Linked DNA regions of Danio rerio: region 1 is linked to region 2. A link is a contact called in public HiChIP or PLAC-seq data. All regions are on one chromosome and are shown on one strand. The core of a region is the stretch at or near the end of the contact, and the rest is flanking DNA. Distances in the headings are between cores, read along the strand shown. Region 1 holds the start of rbm39a (RNA binding motif protein 39a). Region 2 holds the start of sox12 (SRY-box transcription factor 12).

What was found. HiChIP or PLAC-seq counts read pairs in DNA pulled down with a chosen protein or histone mark.
Region 1: an H3K4me3 HiChIP or PLAC-seq map of gastrula embryo shows a contact between it and region 2, with 4 times the contacts expected there. The contact joins the promoter of rbm39a here to the promoter of sox12 in region 2. A contact is called at or near these places in 2 of 4 datasets of contacts at active chromatin or transcription factors (embryo and gastrula embryo).

What each region holds. Positions count from the first base shown.
Region 1 is chr11:26,395,158-26,398,141 of GRCz12tu, forward strand. It overlaps rbm39a (RNA binding motif protein 39a), which reads left to right and starts at 1,653. Exons shown (of 16, transcript NM_001012304.1): 1 at 1,653-1,903; 2 at 2,418-2,483. The coding sequence starts at 2,433. It also overlaps a transcript of rem1 not described here.
Region 2 is chr11:26,241,498-26,244,406 of GRCz12tu, forward strand. sox12 (SRY-box transcription factor 12) reads right to left here and starts at 1,278. Exons shown (of 2, transcript NM_001030278.2): 1 at 1,039-1,278; 2 at 1-628. The coding sequence starts at 577. It also overlaps a transcript of pnp4a not described here.

The DNA of each region.
Region 1 (2,984 bases), core at 403-2,902, 150 kb after region 2:
CAAACTGCTGTATCTTAAATTTATTTTTTTTTCTATAAATTGTCAGTCTTCCTTTTGTACATGTGTGCATGTGCATACACAATGTTCTGTAGGTGAGACATCTGACATCTAAAAAAACATCTGCCAGATTTTTACTTGAACCGAGAAAGAGGGACTTACAACAGTGTATTGCTTTGTGTTGGTGTTTTTACTGAAGATGAAGTTGGTATGTATTTATCAGCATTTGTCAAATTAAAAATTTAGAAGTTTACACGAGTGCTGCACTTATTAATGTCAAATTTATTTTCTTTAATTTGTGTCCTAATAGATAAGTAATAAATAAAACTGTCCATTTTTGCCACCCTATTAATATAATATTAAGTGTATTTAATATTCTAATTAAATGAAATAGAATAACAATGTTGTATGTGACTCTTAATAACCAAACAAAATCATTACAAAAAATATTTTTAAAGATCTACAGTGAAGAAATGGATCCAGAAGGGTTGTTAGAAAGTGGTATTAAAGTATTTACCCTGTATCTACAAATATTACAAAAATAAAACCAAGAAGACTGCATTTTAATTCAGTAATATTAGATTATAAAATTATTTGTAACTTACTAATTAAAATGTAGAACAGATATTAAAACCACCCAGTAGGTAGCAGCAGAGCACTGTCTTCATTCAAATGGAGAAACTGAACAAAACTTTAATGGATTAGTAAATAATAAATAATAAAATTGATTGCATCCATAGATGACACACCATGTAATATGAAAAAAAAATAAAACAATTTAATCATGCTGGAACATTTACATATAACAGATAATATACGTTTATATTCATAGCAGCATAAAAGTAAAAATAAATCCATTATATGATGAAATAATCTGATTTAATAAGTAAAAAGGTTACAAACATATACTTCCCTTAATAAATAATATCTTATCCCTGCTCTTAATAAAACTCAAAGCAGTGCAGTATTAAAAGAGAAACAATTGGACACATGGCCAATATTTTGAATAGCCTTAAATCAAAGTATAATTTTAATATTTTCAATTGTAAATTTTCCAGAGATCTCTCCCATTCAAAGGTAAAAAAAATTAAACTGAACTAAAACACTGCATTTTTATTTATTGATTTTTTCAGACTCTGTCTTTATTTGTTGTAAATATGCAATATGCAATAGCATTTTGAAGCAAAATAATAAACCATTAAAATATCAGAATTAAAATCACTGCATTTCTTAAGTGACACCATTGTGAAAAGAGTCTTTTGAGTCTTTTGTAATATTTTTTAGCAGGAGAAATACCATTATGAAATTCACATAACTGTTAACATAATTAACATATAAAACACTCAGCAAGAATGACCACTTTTGTGTATTTTTGTGTTTATTAACAATAAAAACAATATTTAAGAAGTTGAAAATGCATTTCCTGTTTACTGACATCACGTAGTGGGCATTCACGCTATTCGTTTCCACTAACCAATGAAATTACAGGTGGGCGTGGCTGAATGTGCAGCCCCGCCCCACATTCATCTCCGCCCATTTCTGCAGGCTGCAGACAGGGGCTTCTCGGTTTTTCCGCTTTCAGTGTGTTAAACACGAGCTCCCTCTGCTGGACTCTCGGGCTCGCGCGTTACTCTTCTTATGCAACAAGACGAGACGTGCACGCGCAGGGATTGTTTGCCGCCAGTCAGTTCGTCGTTTATAACCGCAACGCACACATTGTGACTAGTATTAATTGAAACGACAAAGTTTTGGCTTAATATAATTGTGTTTTTTAGGTTTGCGTGGATTCGAATCAATCGACCAGGGTTGCAACTGTAGCTGAAACGGACCGTAGATCCGGGATTTACCGCTCGTTTGTGGAGCCAAGACTGTGACGCTCTGTAGGCCGCAGTGTAAACGTTTTAAGGTAAGGCGAAAGGGCCAACTATTAGTGGCTGTTTGGAGAAACGTTATTGTAGGTGTTGTGTGGAAAAGTTATGTATTGAAATCCTATCATTGTATTTTCAATATTAAAAGATGGTACTTTCCGTTTGTTTGCTATAACGAGACGACTTCAGCCTGTTAGCTCGCAAGCTAACAAAGCAAGCTTTAAAATTCCCTACCTAAATGTTGACAAAAAAACATCTAACAGTTCACATATGTTTGGTATATTTGCTAGTAATGCACCAACTATTTCAAAATACGACAAATAACTGGTTTGATATCGACTGGCTATGAGAAAAACAATTAGCCAGGAAGCTAACGTTAAGCGTGCGTTTTATGACCCCGTCCAGTCACGCGTGTCTGCGAAGTCAGCAATGTACAGTTTGGGGGCTATTTTGAGATACGGTTCATTTAAATATCCTATACTGTTAAATGTTGTTTATGTATTAAGTTTAACACTCAAACAGCTGTAAAAACACAATTTTCCTCGTTTGCAGATCAACAACAACAACATGGCCGATGATTTGGACATTGAAGCAATGCTCGAGGCTCCATATAAAAAGGTGGGTATTTGTTCAAGTTGATAAATGTGCTCAATAATCTGTAGACCTTTGGTTTGAAACTGCTAACCAGTCGTGTTTTCTCTAAGTCTTTATTGTCAGATCAATAACTTGAATGTTTCTGTGATAGTGGTTTCAATGAATAAATTGCCCATCTATCTCTTTTTGTAGACTTGCCTATATCTCACCTCTACTCCCATGAATTCCAGTGTGAACTGTCAAAAAAATGAAGGTAGTAATTGCCCAATATATTGATGTACTGTGGTACCCTTGGTTGAAATACATAGGCAAAATTGATACATAGGTACCGCCAGAATAAATGCAGTGGATGAACATAAAGATCTGGTATAAACTCTGTGGAGACTGTATTTGTTATTGTATGCATGGTTTTCTTAGCTTTTACAAGGAAGTTTTTCTTCCATAATGGCTAGAATAATGCTGCATGTTTTATAGTATAAACATATGGGAGGTATCCACTGAAAATATATTGGTCTAAAATGTCAT
Region 2 (2,909 bases), core at 28-2,527:
TGTATTTATTGCTACTAAAGTTCATTTTATGCTTTGAAGAAGCAGGTTTGATCTTAAGCCCTTTGCAGGAGAGCCCGGAAGATCTTCCTGGAAGGGGCTTGCTGGATTTCATAGGCAACTTCTCACCAAGTTTGACAGGGGTTGAGCCCTTGCTTTTCTTCCTGGGCCGGTACTTGTAGTCAGGATAGTCAGCCATGTGCTTTAGACGCAGTCTTTCGGCCTCTTTGATAAAGGGTATCTTCTCATAGTCAGGCAGTAGTTTCCAGCGTTTCCCAAGGCGCTTTGAAATCTCTGCATTGTGCATATCAGGCCATTGCTCCATGATCTTCCGTCTCTCAATCTGAGACCAGACCATAAAAGCGTTCATTGGTCTTTTGATGTGCCCAGTTGGAGTTTTGCACCAGTTGGGGTCTTTGTTAGAAGGTACATGTCCAAACACCTCGGCATCGTCCTCAGCCGCCAGTCCCACAAACACCTCCCTGCTTGAATTGCTGTCCATGACTGACGAGTATTTGTGGGTTCTTTGCTGAACCATGATGCAGCGCTGAGATCTATTCAGTAGGTTCCCTAGAGTCATCCATGACGAGACACTCTAAGATGCAGCAACTCACCAATTCCAGCTTTTATCCTGAAATAGGGACAGATATGCCTTCAGTGACCTCTTATAAACTTGTTTGTTAAATATAAATGACATTGTGCTGATTTCTTAAGATGTAATATGTGTTGTGTGTTGTTATACACAGTACCAAGTGTTTAATAATTGTTTATGATAATATTAATGATAACAAAAATATATGTAAACGTATAAAATGCACACTGTAAATGCACACAATGTATGTAAACATTTATTTCTGATAAGTTTTAATATTACTTTATTATAGTACTACTTTTTAAATATACTATCACTGTACTACATTAATATTGCTACTCTTGTTACTATATATATATATATATATATATATATATATATATATATATATATATATATGTACACATATAATTATATATGTAATTTTGAGATAAATGTTTGGTACTTACAATACAAGCGAAGACAGCTTCTGCTTACTATGCACAATTACTTTTTCTCTTCATATAAGCATTTCCTCTGCTGTAGCAGTTGTGGTGCAAGTCAAAAAAAAAGCTGTCCAGCGTCTGCCTGCTGTTTTCTTCCTCTGTCCCGCATGCGGATCCTCTCTCTCAGACGCTCTCTATCCTCTCCGTCACTCTCTCTATCCTCGTCTGCCGTTCCTCCTGCCTCTTTGTAGAGACGCCCCCCCTCGTCTGCTGTTTTATAAACCCACACTGTAAACAGCTCAACCTTAGCAGACACAGTCTCCTCCCCTTCCACCCACTGCTCTGTGTGTCGTGTGTTTGTGTGCATGTGGGTGTGTGAGTGTCAAGGATGGGGGGGTGAAAGTTTCCATGCAGTGAGGCACAGCTACAGTGCAGCGGATGGAAAGAAAGAGATGCTAACTGAGGAGGTGTTAAATGCTACAAGCAAAAACTTAAATTAGGACAAGACCTTCAAGGCAGTCTGGCACATGTAGAATCATGTTTTCATCGGTTTGTGTGTTGTAGTTTTTGATTTGCATTGCTGGAACTGGCACAACTGCAGGCATGGATACAGTGTTGGCATTTTTAGCTTTCTGATGCACAATGCATAGAAATATGAAAGTAAACATTTGATTCTGTTTTATAACTAACTTTTTTAGTTTTGGGGCTCTTTAGTTTTGATTGTCTTTGCCTTGATTTATTACAGTAAATTAATATTAAAATAAATAAAGGGAATAAGCCGAAAAGAAAATAAACGAATGAATGAATAATATTAAAATAATAATAATAACAATAATATATAAAATATATTATTATTATTATAACAACAGCAATTATCAGTATAATTCAAATAAATAAAATAATATTTTAGTTTCTATCACAATTATATAAAAGTATAATGTTAATAACAATTATTGTTGTTTTTGTTATTATTATGATACTACTAATAATAATAACTAATAACTACTAATTAAAATAAGCAATTTAAATATTATTAAGCATTGTTTTTATTGTGATTTTTTTATATTGATTTTATTTACCTATAAGAATCTCTATATGGGCCATTTATTCAACCTAGGCTCATTATTGATTCATAACCCTCTATACAGATATTTATATCCCTATATACGCAGTGTACACTTTTTCAGATCTCAAATTTTTCTCGCGAGTGCCATTTGTGTCTGCTGTTTTTGCATCAATCCACCAGAGGCCACTGTCGACTGACAGACATCCGACTGACCAATCACCCCACCCACCCCTTCCCTAAACTCAACCGATAGTGTTTTCAAAAGCACCGATTGACCCGATCAACCACTTCCCTCAACCCAACCAATAGTGTTTTTAAAAGCAATGATTGACCCGATCAACCACTTGCCTAAACCCAACCAACAGTATCTATAAAAGCAATCCAGAAAAAGTAAAGCCCTTGCGGCTACCTAACTTTTACCATGTTTTCAGATCTCACCATGTTCTCACCACATTATTTAGTTGTTTATTTTATTTTTTTTGGCTTTTGTTTTTGTTTTACCTGCTTTCTGGAACCTTGCTTCCCCAGACTTGAACCCCATCGTTGCAATTAAAATGTCTCGACCTCTCAAGTTTGATGATGTACACGGCGAGCCACTGGACAAACTGGTAACAGAAGAAAAGCCATCCACACTGAGGTAAATAGACAGCCGGTATAATAAAAAGAAACAGAGGTCGGCGACGGCATCATACCGCCTCATACGTTCATTTTAAAGACAAAATGCAATCATACATAGCTCTGGCTACATAATTATTGCTCTCCAGAAATGTATACGGCACACCTGTCAACCTGTCAACCGATTTTTTTTCTCGGGATTCTCCCATATTTT